5 separate regions of the Mus musculus genome follow, and all the other regions are linked to region 4. Evidence: chromatin contacts called from public HiChIP or PLAC-seq and promoter capture Hi-C data. All regions are on one chromosome and are shown on one strand. The core of a region is the stretch at or near the end of the contact, and the rest is flanking DNA. Distances in the headings are between cores, read along the strand shown. Region 1 has its middle 28 kb from the start of Spn. Region 2 holds the start of Cd2bp2 (CD2 cytoplasmic tail binding protein 2). Region 3 holds the start of Septin1 (septin 1). Region 4 holds the start of Tmem219 (transmembrane protein 219). Region 5 holds the start of Zfp747 (zinc finger protein 747).

Region 1 (2,700 bases), core at 158-2,657, 270 kb before region 4:
ATTGCTGTGATAAACAGCATGACTAAAAACATCGTGGGAAGGAAAAGGATCATTTCATGCAGTCTACCCTGAGGGAAGTCAGGGCAGGAACTCAAGGCAGGAACTGGAGTAGAGGTTGGGGGGTGGGGGGAAGCAGGGAGATGGCTGCTGCTTACTGGCTTGCTCTGCATAGCTTGCTCAGTCTGCTTTCTTCTGGAACCCAGTCTCCCTTGTTCAGGGGTAGCACCACCCACAGGAGGATGGGCCATTCCAGAACAATCTTTAATCAAGAAAGTGCCCTACTGGGAGGATGGACAGAATAAAAGAGATGAAATTCTCTGCAGCAGGGGGATCAGCCTAGCAAGGACTGAACACTGACAGCTCCCTAGATGCTCTTTATTGTTACCTAAAAGGCACCTTATCAAGTCAATTTCCACATACCAAAACTTCTTATCTGATCTCCCGGTTGTCTTGAAAGACCCGCCACCTAAGCAATTCTCAGTCACTCCACACTTCCTGGTTTGTCAGGCATGCCCCTAGACTAAGTTATGCAAAGGCTCTGAGAATAGTTCAAAAGAACAACCTTATAAAGTCCCAGATGATAATTACCAACAAAAGGCTACTTCAAAGCTTACACGCGCCATCACTCCAGATTCATGTGCAATACGAGAATTCTAAAATCCTGTCACAGATATGCCTACAGTCTAAAGGAGGTATTTTCTCAATTGAGGTTCCTTTTTCCAGAAAACTCTAGCCTGTGTCAAGTTGATACAAAACTAACCAGGCCCCAAGGCTGCTAGGCATTTGGAGAAGGCAAACCCCTTCGTCTGTGACAGTTGTGACAATGTGACAGTGCAGATAGCTCTTGGACACAGGCTTCCCTCCCTGTCCATTTACCCAGTAGCTGGATTGCTGGATCAAATGGTTCTGTTTGCTTTTCGTGGTTTTGGTTTTGGACAATGTCACACGTGGTTTCTCGTATCTCACATGAATCTGGAGTGATGGCGCGTGTAAGCTTTGAAGTAGCCTTTCGTTGGTAATTATCATCTGGGACTTTATAAGGTTGTTCTTTTGAACTATTCTCAGAGCCTTTGCATAACTTAGTCTGGGGACATGCCTGACAAGCCAGGAAGTGTGGGGTGACTGAGAATTGCCTAGGTGATGGCTCTTTCATGACTGTACTGGAACTTTCCATGTAAGCTAGGCCAGGCTGGCTTTGAACGCCCCCCCCCCTTCTTCTCCAGTGCTGGGGTTGCAGGTGTGTGCCGCTGTGCCTGACTCTCATTTCATATCATTTCAGCGTTATGATATCCCAAGACCTTTCAAACGATACTTCTCTTTTTCTCTAGGGATTAAACCCTCTCATGTGATGCACATTGTCTGCCATGGAGCTACTTCCCAGCCCGGTTTCTAGCATTTTGAGGAACCTTTGTACTGTTTTCCATAATGGTTATACTAATTTGCATTCTCACCAAGAATGTCTGAGTGTTCCCTTCTCCTCCTCCTCTCAAGCACTTCTTGTTGCTGTTAGCTTTGCTTTTTGAAGCACAGGGTCTCAATTTATAGCCCAGGCTGGCCTCAAACCTGTGGGTTTCCTGCCTCAGCCTCTTGGGTGATAGGATTAAACATACAAGCCACCAAACCTAACTCCTGGTTTTCTTTGCTAGTTTCTTTATTTTTTTGAGATAGGGTTTTTCTGTGTTACATCCTTTTCTGTGTTACATACTTTCTGTGTAGACCATGCTGGCCTCAAACTCACAGAGATCCTCCTGCCTCTACCTCCCGGAATTGCTGGGATAGAAGGCATGCACCATTACACCCAGCTTCTAATTCCATATTTTAAAAGGTTTTATTTTTTTGTATATGTGTGTGTGTCTGTGTGCAGGTATGTATATGCACGTAAGTGGAGGCAAAGATCAACCTTGTGTTAGACGGGGTCTCTCACTAGGCCCTGGACCTGGCTGTTGAGTGAGCCCCAGGGACTCCCCTGCAGTCAGCTCCCCAGAACTGAGATTATGAGCAACACCAGTGCTCCCAGATGTTTTGTGACTTTGGTTGCATGAGCCCACATACCTGCGTCCTTTTGAGAAATGTCTACTCACAAGAGCCTCTCATTCTTTAGCTTGTTTTCTACTGTTTTATTGTTTGAATATCTGGTCTACCTATCTTTTCTATCTGATGGGTAGTTTGCCCCCCCCCCTTTTTTTGTCTCACTTTGTAACCCAGGCTTCCCTGAATCTACCAGGCTGGCCTCAAACTCTTGATCCTCCTATCTCAGTCTCTTAATGCTGGATTACAAATATATCCCACCATACCCTATATATATATTTTTTCACTTTCTTTGTTCTAAACATTGCACATGGGGACTGTAAAGGCTAATCCCATTTGCCCAAGGACAGGTAACTCCCTGGGCTGCTGTTCACGTCAGATAACAAGGCCTGTGTTTTCCCTTCAGTACACAAGCTTGGTTGCCCATGCTGCACAGGAAGACCTTGATCGCCAGTAGGCAGAAGACACATGGGCAGGAAGTAGTACATCAGGATGTATGGAAGCAGAAAGTACCAGAGCCTGTGGGTTTGACCTTTGTAGGCACCCGTCTGACCTAATTGGGGGCCAATCTTCATGGATCCTGGGTATGGATCTGGCCAGGGTCCATTGTCCTAGCCAGTATTACATAAAGCTTGCTTTAATAGGTCAGTTGTCGATTTGGTCTTTCTCTTA
Region 2 (2,714 bases), core at 209-2,708, 300 kb before region 4:
TAGGCAACCTCTGTGAATAGTATTCGACCCCCAAAAGGAGTCACAGTAAACGCTCACTTCATCTCTCATCAACAAACATAGTGGTCCAGCTCCTTCCTCCTCAGCTTTGCCTGGATTCTGCTGCTCCCACTCTCACTGGCCTCCTGGGATCCTCTGCACAGCTTGCAGGACTGGGATCGCCTTTCCAATGGCTTCAGCCCCCTGGAAGCTGAAGGAGGGGCCTGAGAGTGTGTGCAAAACCACCATCTTTAGATTGGGCTGGGTTCTTGGTCAGCAGCTTGGTGCAGTTCCCTGGGCGTCTAGGGTAGACTAACTGCCTGGGGTTCATCCCAGCAGGTACACACAACCAAACTGCGCAGCTCTTGTTTTCTGTGGCTAGATCTTTGCCACACACCCTCTACTCCGGGTCAGGATGATAAAGGTGTGGGCTTCTGTGGCCGTAAAGCTCCACTTGGCACTTCTCAGCAGAAAGGGGATCAGGGTGTGTGGTCTCCAGGTAGAGAAAACCCCCTCCGGATGAACCAGCAGTGCTGAGAGCTGCTTTCTTCAGGGTCCTGTCTGTAGCAAGATGCCCTCCTGGTCTAGAACTTGTGTTCTGTACCCACAGAAGTGAAGTTTCATGATTCACAATGGGAGAAAACCCTGGAGGAGAAAGGCGTGGTCCATCTGGCTGCCCTCTTCCAACTCTAGTAGGATCACCGGAGCTATTTAGCCGAGGGTGGGGACGGGGGTGGAGGCGTTGAGGTTTGAGTTGTTCCCCAGAGCTCCAGATCTAAACCTCACTATTGGGGAAGATCTCACCTGGCCCCAGCTTTGCAGGAGCTGGATCCCAGCCCTTTGGCAGTTTGCTAAGGGATGAGGTAGGCTTCGTGTAACTGATGGGCTTCTGCCTGGTTACAGGCCACGGACGGAAGCCAGTGGCACCTCCTGTGATGGTTGTCCCGCTACAGAAACTAGGAATTAAGTGGGAGAATAGACATGGTGCAAATGACTCCTGGGTTCTAAAAGGGCTTGGTTTGGAAGGTGCCCGAGCGCTTATAATCAGAAGCAGGACTCAGAGAGAAGAGCAAGACTTTCTTTAAAAATAGACGGTCTCATGTTGTATCCCAGACTGTCGTCAATCTCGCGACAATCAATCCTGTTTCAATTTCCCGAGTGTTGGGACTGCGTTAAGATCGGAAGCCCGGGTGTCTACTGAAGGCCACTAGGCGTACAGAACCCTATCCATACATGCAAACGGAAGCCCGAAGCCTCTGTTCGGCCTGTGCCTCTCCATCCAGGCCTTGGGAACCTCTTAGCACACCACGTCCTTATCCTCACTGTAGCCTCCATCGTAGAGGAATAATAAAACATTTCCCGCCATCCTCAAGTCCCGTGAGGCAAGGACGTAGTTCACGCGAGTCTTTGCAGGTCTTGCGTCACTTCCTGCCGCGAGTCGGCCTTGGCTAATGGTATGCATCCGCCCTTTTTGAATAGAAGTGAAGCCACTTCCGGGTCCTATGCCGGTCTCCACGGTTTTTTTCCGGGTGATGAAGGCGGGTGCCCCGGATGTAATACCGGCGAAAGCATCTTTCCTTTTCTTCCCCGCCTGACCCTGGGTTCCTAGGTGAGCACCGGCGGGTAAGATTGTTTGAATCCCCGCGGGTTTGCTTCGCCTTTAGTTTGTACGCCAAGGACATGGCCGAGCAGGTCGCTACGTGGTATTCGGGGATCTAGGCAGCTCCAGCTCTTGGGTCCGACCGGCCTCTGTGAGCACTCGGGTGGGAGAGGTGGTTGAGTTCGGTAGCTCCGGACTGGTAGGGGAGTGGTGACGTAGGGGAACCTGACTCCCCATCCCCGGGTGGGAATACCCGCAGGGTCCACGCGGGGGCGGAGATCCTTCCCATCGCCTCTCCTCCGGGCCTCAGAATTGCCCAACCAACCCCGGACGTCGTGCCTGCTAGTTCTCTCAGATGCTTTAGCGATCTGTCCTCGCTCACATTTACCAGGAAAAATGTTGGTGGCCCCTGCACTCCCCCGCGGTCCTCTCTCCTTACCTCACTTCCTCACTACATATCTTTTTCCGAGGTCCAGCTGGAGGAAATCCACAGCCAATCATGCCAAAGAGGAAAGTGACTTTTCAGGGTGTTGGAGATGAGGATGGTGAAGATGAAATCAGTGTGCCCAAAAAGAAGGTGAGATGGCCAGATTTCGAATTTCCGTGGAGGACTGAGAGGAAAGAAGAAGGAGAAATCTGATGGGAGGAAAGCCGGGAAGCCAAGGAAGTGTTAGTTTTCCCCGGCGCACTGGGTTTGGAAAGATTTGTGTACAGATCCTGGAGTATCTGGGGAACTACCCAGTTGGCTGCATTTCTCATTTGCTTCGGCCTCCTCACAGCTGGTGGACCCTGTGGCTGCAGCAGGTGGTCCTGGGAGCCGCTTCAAAGGCAAGCACTCTTTAGACAGTGATGAAGAGGATGATGATGAGGAAGGGTCCAGCAAATATGATATCCTGGCCTCAGAGGATGTAGAAGGTGAGCTATGTCCGAAGCGTTAACTGAGTTGGGGGGACAAGCCTTCAGGATGGAGGTGGGAGGTGTGCCTGCTTCCCTTTTGCGTGTCTAGCATGCCCCACCCCCAATGTCTTCGGTGCAGGTCAGGAAGCAGCTACTCTCCCTAGTGAGGGCGGTGTGAGGATCACACCCTTCAACCTGCAGGAAGAGATGGAGGAAGGCC
Region 3 (2,700 bases), core at 96-2,595, 320 kb before region 4:
ATAGTGTACTTACATATAATAAATAAATAAATCGTAAAAATAAATAAATAAAAGCCTTGAGAGATGGCCTATTGGTTAACAGCACTGACTGCTCTCCCAGAGGTCCTGAGTTCAATTCCTAGCAACCATCTGTAATGGGATCTGATTCTCCCTTCTGGGTGTTTGTGAAGACAGATCACTCGTGTGTGTGTGTGTGTGTGTGTGTGTGTGTGTGTGTGTGTGTGTGTGTGTGTGTGTGAGAGAGAGAGAGAGAGAGAGAGAGGCCATCAGGCAAAGAGGGACAAACAAACCTTGCTTCCCAAGACTAGAAGACTAGAGTGCAGACTGCATTCTGATGTAGAGGGGCTAGGGGCGTTGGGGGAGCAGCTCTCAAGAGTTTGAGCTGTGACTTCCTGGGTCTGGATCTTGAAAGCCTTTCTGATAGTTGTGACCAAATACCAGGTCTGCACACACCTGTAATCCCAGCCCTGGACAGCCAGGGACAAGGCATAGTAGATCAAGAGCTGAAGGTCATTCTGACAACAAAGTGAGTTTGAAGCCAGCCTAGGCTTCCAGGAGATCCAGTCTCAAAAGCAAGACAGCTGTAATGGAGGTACACGTGGGCCTGGAGTCCTAGCTTTCAGGAGGCTGATTCAAGGCCTGACTGGATAGACAGCAAGACCTTTGACAGTCCTGTGTCAAAATGTCCAAAATCCATTGGGAGCTGGGAGTATAGTGGAGTTGAGCACAGCAGTACCCATGACTTGAGTTCAATCCAAGCACTAAGACCCTCAAAAAGAACCCATAGCCTGAGCCTGGAACTGTTAGTCACCTACCTCCAATTCTATCGTGGTTTTTATGTTCGCTCACACCCTGGGAACTTTTTTTTTACTTTTTGCAAATCATCTTGCTCAACTCTTATCAGACTTGCTAAGGAGAACATCTTGCTTCCTTTCTTTCTGTCCATACCCACCTCTCACCATGATGATGAGGGCCATGGTAAGTCTCATCATAAAGCCATGTGGAGAATGAAGGGGCTGAAGCTGTATATAAGGTGGCGGGAAGAGATGCATCGGGGCTTATCAATTCAGAGGGTGCCACTCTTACAGAGGACCCAAACTCAGCTCCCTCTGTCTATGCCAGGCAATGCTCAGCTCCCTGTGACTCCAGGTCCAGGGGATCCAATGCCCTGTTCTGGCCTCTACTTGTGTGCGCAAAGAATAAAATCTTTGGACTAAAAGAAAAGGGATGGGCATGGGTTCTCACCTCTCTCTAAGCAGCTCAGCTTCCTGCACTGCCCCCTCACTCCACCCCCCCCCCTTTGTTTGACACCGTTCAACTTCCTGCCCCACCAGAGGAAGTGGGGAGCAACACCAGGTGCAAGCGACAACCAGCAGAGCCATGGTGAGTTCTCGGGGGCCCAGGAATCTAGTCATTCAGGGCCAGCTCTCTCCCTCGAGGGTCCCCAGTTCAAAGTTAACCCACAGTAAGTGGCCTTACTAGCTTTTGGGCTCAGGTGGTACTGGGGCACTCCCTGCCATGTCCAAGAACCTCATATTGTCTCCCTTTACCCCCACAGGACAAGGAATATGTGGGCTTTGCTGCCCTGCCCAACCAGCTGCATCGCAAGTCTGTCAAGAAGGGGTTTGACTTCACACTCATGGTGGCAGGTCTGTGGGTTCTGGAGGGGGTGATGTACTTATGAGATCATGGCCATCCTCCTGTCTGACCAGTGGGCCTGTCCCGTACACAGGGGAGTCAGGCCTGGGGAAATCCACCCTCATCAACAGCTTGTTCCTCACCAACCTCTACGAGGATCGGCAGGTGCCAGATGCCAGTGGTAAATCTACCCCGAGTCTCCACAGGCTTCCCATCCCCACTGCTGTCCTGGCTTCCCTCTGTGCTGTCCCTGGCCTCTTCCTGTGTTATCAGGCTGCATTCTTTTTCTTTCTATCTGGGGACTTTGGTGGCCTCTGGTTTTCTCTGAGATGGTTTCCTCCCCTGAAAACACATGTGGGAATGGAGCCCTGCTTCAGAGCCCTACGCAGCCAATTCTCTGTCCCCATAGCTCGCACGGCACAAACTCTGACCATTGAGCGCCGGGGTGTGGAGATTGAGGAGGGAGGTATCAAGGTGAAGTTGACCTTGGTGGACACGCCTGGCTTTGGGGACTCTGTGGACTGCTCAGACTGGTGAGAAGGGGGAGGGGCAGGAGCTAAGCCTTTCTTCCATTATGGAAAACCAGAGGTCAGTTGTAGGGCTGGCTTGTCACAGCCCCTTGACCCAAAAGGGGGCACCTGTTTCTGGTAACAATCTAGCCCAAAGTATCCAGTGTTTCTTGTTTTGAGATAAGGTTTTTCTATGTAGCTCAGGGACCTCAAATTCACTGTGTAGCCCAGACTGGCCTGAAACTCAAAGTCCTCCTCCTGAGATTACAGGTATATATATGCATGCCTGGTTTGTTCGATGCTTTTGTTGTTGTTGTGGCTTGTTTTTGTTTTTAGCCATGGTGTCACATTAGCCCTAGCTGGCCTGGAACTCACTATGTAGGCCATGGTGGCCTCAAATGTGACAATCCTCCTGCCTCAGCTTCCTGAGTGCTGAGATTACAGGTGTGCAGCCACCACATTCTGATGTCTCATGTACTGTGGCCAGCTGTCCCTGATGGCTTTGGTTAGGAGCAAAGAAATGACTTGGGACTGCACAGTCCTGGTTAGCTTC
Region 4 (2,700 bases), core at 144-2,643:
CTACCAGCCCAGGGATAGCACCCTTGATCAAGGGGCCTTTCGCCCTTGATCACTAATTGAGAAAATGCCTTACAGTTGGATCTCATGGAGACTGAAGCTCCTTTCTCTGTGATAACTCCAGTCTGTGTCAAGTTGACACAAAACCAGCCAGTACAATGGGTATACAAAGTCTCACAGAGACATTGTTTCAAATTTGGGCAGCAATTTTATATCCAGAAGTAGAATTATAACCACATGGCAATACTATTTCTGTTGATTTTCCTTTTTTGGAAAAGTCAAATTCTTCCCCATAACGGTACCAGTGTATGTTCCTACCAACAATGTTCAGCTGAAGTTTCAATTTGTCCACATATTTACCAACACTCGCTAGTTTCTGATCTCTTGTTGGTAGCTACACTAACAGATATGAATGATACCTCATTTTGCTTTTTTTTTTTTGCTTTATTTACATTTTTTGAGAACTGTTATGAACTAAAACCGGAGGTACAAATGTTTTTCTTTAGAGAACCATGTTCCACACTATTAATCCCAGCACACAGGAGGCAGAGGCTGGTGGATCTCTGTGTTCAAAGACACTTTGGTCTACATAAGTGAGTTCCATGTCATCTGCACAGTAAGACCCTGCCCTACCCTAAACCAAAACAAATGTTCTTCTGTAAAGGGGACAGTTTTATCCCCAGGACAACAGGGTTATTATGGCTTTTGCAGAATTAGATTTATTCATTTTGTTGTTGTTTGGTTTTGGAGGGATCCCAGGCTGGCTTCGAACTCCTGATGCTCAGGCCTCCACCTCCTAACTGCTGGGGTTACAGGACTGCATCACCAGAGTGAGGATGAGCCCGAGTTCCTGGCTCCGTGCCTTATGTTGTTTCAGGTAAGATGATATTCCCTCTAAAAGGCTAACAGAGTGAGACGAGATGTTCCCCTTTGAACAGCCTTGCAACTCTAGGGTCCTGGGCACTTAGGGACCTCTCAAGAAAAGAGCCAAAGTCCAAGGGCAAGGTGTGTAGACCGTAAGTATTTGAGAGGGCAGAGAAGAGCAAAACCTATACACTACACACAGAGGGGAAGAGTAAAGTCCCATCCATCCCAGAGGACCCCCAAGTCCTTCCCAGAAGCCTGGGTGAGGTTCTGACCCTCCTGTGCTCTCTCAGGAGGGAGACCCTGAGATGTCCAAAACGGCTAGCACGGCCTCCCTCGGCTGTTGCTAGTTTTATCACCTACTCCCAAGTTACTCCCTCCACTTGGCCCATTGGGTGACTTTTCTTTTGGTTCGGCCGGAACTAGGCCAGGGAGTAGCCAGCAACCTTTCCAACCGTGGTCACCGCGCATGCGCGTCTGAATGGACTGGGGCGGGGCCGGAGCGTGCACGCGCGAGCAAGGCCCCGCCTCTCCGCCAAGCCACCCATGACGTCACGGGGCGCCGGCCTCTGCTGGGCTGCAAGCGGTGAGAGCTAGTGGCGAACGGATCTGACGCCGCTTGATCGGGAAGGGATGCGGGTGTCGAGATCCTTCTGGAGGGGCTTTGGGGAGGACGGGAGGTCCAGATGCACCAGCCGCTACTGCCCCTCAGGCTCTGCCCTCCCTCCTCCTCCCCTCCCCCTTGCAGAAATGCCGGGACGTGGAGCCACGCCGGGGCCGAGCATATGTGACACCTGTGTTTCCCAGTGGCTTCCACACTTTCCCACGCTGTCCCCCTCACACCTTATAATGATCTCCTGCCTTCCAGATGCTTATTTTCATCAGTCTATCGCTTCTTGCCTGGAATAGGGTACTCGGAAATTGGAGATGGATTTTAGACCGTAGCCCTACCACTTCTGAGTCCCTGAGCTTCAGTATTCTACTGGCTTCTGGCCTTAAGGATCAGTATGACACCAATAGAAAGAAAGGAGATGGACGTCTGTTGAATTCCTGCATGGCCAAGTACTGAGCAAACAGCTGCCCAGTCGAATCCTCATTACTTGGTGCTCTTAGAACTCCCTTTCAGGACATCCTAACCTCACAGACAACCAACTGGCTTGGTTGCATGTGTGAGCGCCGTCCATTCCTACCTGGCTAGTTAGCTTAACTCCAAACTGGAAACTGAACCCAGACACTTCCGGTCTGGATTGTGACTTGGCTGCCAAAGCCTCACCCCAGATCAACTGCTTCCTCTTTCTCCAGCTGAGAATTCGTTTCACATCTCTTTTGCTAGTACAGAATGCTCTTCCCTGCTTCTCCTTTGGATATTTCAGAAACGAAAGAAAGCTTTTTTTTTTTTTAAGTGCTGTAAGGAGGTGAACTTTTGGAGTTCAGAATCTTGGATTTTGGTCCTGGCTCTGTCACTTTCTGCGTGGCCTTGAGCAAATTCATTGTCTTCTAACCTTAGGTTATCTTTGTATAGCATGGGTGAGTGCCTTCTGACCAGCAGGCTCTTGTCTAGTTCTCCCTTACTGTCCTCCAGCAGGCACCCCACGGAGGCCCAGACCCCTCTGCTCCCCATGGGCAGCTGCCAGGCAGGGCACAACTTGCATCTCTGTCTGGCTCATCACCCACCTTTGGTCTGTGCCACTTTGATCCTGCTGCTCCTTGGCCTTTCTGGCCTGGGCCTTGGTGGCTTCCTCCTCACCCACACAACTGGCCTCCGTAGCCCTGACATTCCCCAGGTAAGTACCCGGGGTGCTCACCCTTGTGGTATATACCCGCCCCTGCTGCTCTTCT
Region 5 (2,700 bases), core at 48-2,547, 480 kb before region 4:
AATGGGGGAATGTTAACATTTCTTCTAGGCTCTGCCCTCGTTTCCTGCCAACAGCCATGACTCATTATAAAAGGGTCTGCTTGCTCCCTCCTTTTGCTCTCTTGCTCTCTAACCCTCTTCTGCTCTGTCCCTTCTCTCCCCATTCCCCTCCCCCCTCTATATGTGTTCTACTCCCTCTCTTTCTCTGTCTCTCTCTCTTTCTCTCTCAATCCCTCTATCCTTCCCCCTTCTCTCCCTCTCTCTCTGTCTCCCTGCCTCTGTCTCTATTAAGCAGTCAACTCTCCTCCCCATGCCTTAAATGAACTCTATTCTATACTGTACCATTGTGAGCTGGTCCCTCTGGAGGAATGGATGCCTGAGCATGAGCTCACAGAGGTACCCCATTCACCTACCCCACACTGTGCCTCCACCAACATATCCCTGGTTTCTTTGTCTTTTTTTATAAAGTACAAACAGCTCTGAATGATGACAAATAGGATAATATCCCTTTTGTAAGTAGGTATTTTTATATTAAAATAACAATGAGTCAGACTTAAATCCTTACTGTGAGTTGGACCTCATTCCTCCCGGGACTCTCACAAATGGCCCAGATATCTTAACTCCCTCCTATGAGTGAGGCAGAGAAATCCAGTTGGGCAGGTGTACATCTAACCTTTTAGAAGATTAGATGGTCTGGAATGTCCCAGGTGTCCTGGCTGATCAAAGATCAGCTCTGTGATCTCTGATCTGTATCAGGAGCAGTCAGTATTCCTCAACTAGTTTGAGATTTGTAGACCAAGCTGGTGGAACCACCCCAATTGGAGGCCTGCTTCATTTGATAGCTCATTAACAGGGCTGGAGAGATGGCTCAGCAGCTAAGAGCACAGACTGCTCATCCTAAAGGTTCTGAGTTCAAATCCCAGCAACCACTTGATGCCTCACAACCATCTCCTGGTGTGTCTGAAGACAGCTACAGTACTCGTTGAAATTAATTTAAAAAAAAAAAAAAAAAGCTTATTAACAGCCCTCCCTCCACAGGCTTGCTTCTAGCTCCAAGATGAACACTGACCACAAATAAAATACTAAACATCTATTCACAGGCCGCTTCCACCTAGCTGACTGTGAGAGGGGTGTGGTTCTCCTGAGACCATAAAACCCTCCCTGTTTGTGGTGCTCACAGGCAGGGTGTGTCATGTTGGCCTGCCAGCCTGGGACTTGTTCTCAGACTGGCACTTGTAGACTCTGTGGCCATTTTGGTTGAGGGCTTGATGTCATTGGTGCAGGAAGTCACGTGATACAACCCTGGGCAGGACCGCTAGGGAGCGTAGTTTTGAGACGCCGCGCCCAAGTCCACATTTTTACTCGGTCTTCCGGAAATCTCCGCTGTGCTCCTATCAGTTTTCACTTTTTCCCTACGTTAAGGTGCACACGGACCTGGTTCCTGTCCTTTTTCAGCCCTGGTACCCGAAAACGGACACGTTGGACTGGGCAGGCAATCCCAGGAGTGCGGGGCTGACCCAGGGACTGTGCGGGGAGTCTACATGGCGCAGGTGATGGCCCCGGGAAGGGCCTCGGTACCGCCTGTGTTCTGTAAACCTGGGACTGTGAGCTTCGCGGACGTGGCCGTGTACTTCTCCCCGGAGGAGTGGAGGTATCTGCGGCCGGCGCAGAGAGCCCTGTACCGAGAGGTGATGCGCGAGACCTACGGTCTCCTGACCTATCTCGGTGAGAACCTTCCTGGCCGCCGTGGTCGCGATGCCTGTGACACCGTGGGTCCTGCGTGGCAGCAGAGAGACCTGGGCACGGGCGGTCGGAACCAACTGGGTCGTCCTCCTGACTAGTGGGTTTGCTATCTTTCCCTACAGACGTCGGATGCGCCAAACCAGCGCTCATCAGCTGGGTGGAGGAAGAGTCCGAAGTGTGGGGACCCGGTGCCCAGGATCCAGAGGTGGCCATGTGCAGGACAGAAGTCCACTCAGGTGAAGGACTGGGTACTTGCCTGGGGAAACTTCTGTGTTGCCAGCCTGTGTGGTGTCTTCTAGTGACTGCACTTACTGCCTGGCAGTTTCTTCCCTGTTTTTGTTTCTTGGCCAAAGCCATGATGGCTGGCCCCTGGATTCATCTAGAAAGGGGCTGTGATTGTTCTGTCCAGTGCTCTCACCTCGTATATACAGGGCCACTAGGCTGTACGGGTTGTAGCCCCTCGTTCCCACTCCTCTGCTGCCATCACTGTGGCTGCCTTCTGGAGTCTCCTTTAGCTCTTGCTTTCCACCTCTGAGAAGTGCTTAGCTTACTGCACTTGGGAATTGGGACCACACAGACACCTTTCTTTTCTTTTCAATTCTTTTCCTTTATTTTTTATTTTTTATTTTTTTAGAGGGTTTCTCTGTGTAGCCCTGGCTGTCCTGGAACTCACTCTGTAGACCAGGCTGGCCTCGAACTCAGAAATCTGCCTGCCTCTGCCTCCCAAGTGCTGGGATTAAAGGTGTGCGCCACCAAGCCGAGGCCCAGACCCCTTTCTTTATGCTGCATTTGGACATCTGCACACTGCACATGCTCAGATGCTGTGACATCTCCACTCCTGTGTCCAGTCTGTCCCCTTGTGGGGCTGTGGAAATTAAGGGGCAGTAGAAGTCAGAGTCTGAGCTTTTTTCATGGTCTCCCAGCAGATTGCAGGCACGAGAAGGAAAGGAAGAGACCAAGAGAAGAGACTGAAGCAAT

The links. Promoter capture Hi-C pulls out the DNA fragments that hold promoters and counts their contacts. HiChIP or PLAC-seq counts read pairs in DNA pulled down with a chosen protein or histone mark. Capture Hi-C pulls out chosen DNA fragments and counts their contacts.
Region 1: an H3K4me3 HiChIP or PLAC-seq map of bone marrow-derived macrophages shows a contact between it and region 4, with 3 times the contacts expected there. The contact joins the enhancer-like site here to the promoter of Tmem219 in region 4. A contact is called at or near these places in 4 of 39 promoter capture datasets (3T3-L1-derived adipocytes, hematopoietic stem and progenitor cells, liver and 1 more), 3 of 115 datasets of contacts at active chromatin or transcription factors (the 230-238 cell line, bone marrow-derived macrophages and large pre-B cells) and 2 of 9 other capture datasets (adipose tissue and liver).
Region 2: a promoter capture Hi-C map of adipose tissue shows a contact between it and region 4. The contact joins the promoter of Cd2bp2 here to the promoter of Tmem219 in region 4. A contact is called at or near these places in 9 of 39 promoter capture datasets (the C10 cell line, Sertoli cells, cranial neural crest and 5 more), 10 of 484 Hi-C or Micro-C datasets (B cells, CD4 T cells, Th1 cells and 6 more), 22 of 115 datasets of contacts at active chromatin or transcription factors (the 230-238 cell line, the SCID.adh cell line, bone marrow-derived dendritic cells and 11 more) and 4 of 9 other capture datasets (adipose tissue, liver, macrophages and 1 more).
Region 3: a contact with region 4 is called in a promoter capture Hi-C map of the SN4741 cell line, with 4 times the contacts expected there. The contact joins the promoter of Septin1 here to the promoter of Tmem219 in region 4. A contact is called at or near these places in 6 of 39 promoter capture datasets (the C10 cell line, the SN4741 cell line, cranial neural crest and 3 more), 1 of 15 datasets of contacts at CTCF or cohesin (embryonic stem cells), 7 of 484 Hi-C or Micro-C datasets (B cells, CD4 T cells, Th1 cells and 3 more), 14 of 115 datasets of contacts at active chromatin or transcription factors (the 230-238 cell line, the SCID.adh cell line, bone marrow-derived dendritic cells and 7 more) and 4 of 9 other capture datasets (adipose tissue, liver, macrophages and 1 more).
Region 5: a promoter capture Hi-C map of liver shows a contact between it and region 4, with 2.2 times the contacts expected there. The contact joins the promoter of Zfp747 here to the promoter of Tmem219 in region 4. A contact is called at or near these places in 3 of 115 datasets of contacts at active chromatin or transcription factors (large pre-B cells, memory CD8 T cells and regulatory T cells) and 1 of 9 other capture datasets (liver).

Annotation. Positions count from the first base shown.
Region 1 is chr7:127,164,473-127,167,172 of GRCm38.p6, reverse strand. No RefSeq gene overlaps it. Among named protein-coding and RNA genes, the nearest start is that of Spn, 28 kb to the right of the region's middle. Within about 2 kb of position 1,407, at least 24 of the 459 cell types and tissues checked have an H3K27ac peak or open chromatin away from gene starts, as enhancers often do. A contact at or near this core is called in bone marrow-derived macrophages, where this site is marked.
Region 2 is chr7:127,194,821-127,197,534 of GRCm38.p6, reverse strand. It overlaps Cd2bp2 (CD2 cytoplasmic tail binding protein 2), which reads left to right and starts at 1,458. Exons shown (of 7, transcript NM_027353.4): 1 at 1,458-1,606; 2 at 2,074-2,174; 3 at 2,377-2,512; 4 at 2,634-2,714. The coding sequence starts at 2,097. It overlaps Tbc1d10b (TBC1 domain family, member 10b), which reads left to right. Exons shown (of 9, transcript NM_144522.5): 9 at 1-76.
Region 3 is chr7:127,217,090-127,219,789 of GRCm38.p6, reverse strand. Septin1 (septin 1) reads left to right here and starts at 1,345. Exons shown (of 11, transcript NM_017461.2): 1 at 1,345-1,383; 2 at 1,559-1,649; 3 at 1,733-1,819; 4 at 2,048-2,171. The coding sequence starts at 1,381.
Region 4 is chr7:126,896,971-126,899,670 of GRCm38.p6, reverse strand. Tmem219 (transmembrane protein 219) reads left to right here and starts at 1,393. Exons shown (of 6, transcript NM_026827.1): 1 at 1,393-1,447; 2 at 2,444-2,645. The coding sequence starts at 2,481.
Region 5 is chr7:127,374,647-127,377,346 of GRCm38.p6, reverse strand. It overlaps Zfp747 (zinc finger protein 747), which reads left to right and starts at 1,297. Exons shown (of 3, transcript NM_175560.3): 1 at 1,297-1,704; 2 at 1,845-1,958; 3 at 2,649-2,700. The coding sequence starts at 1,521.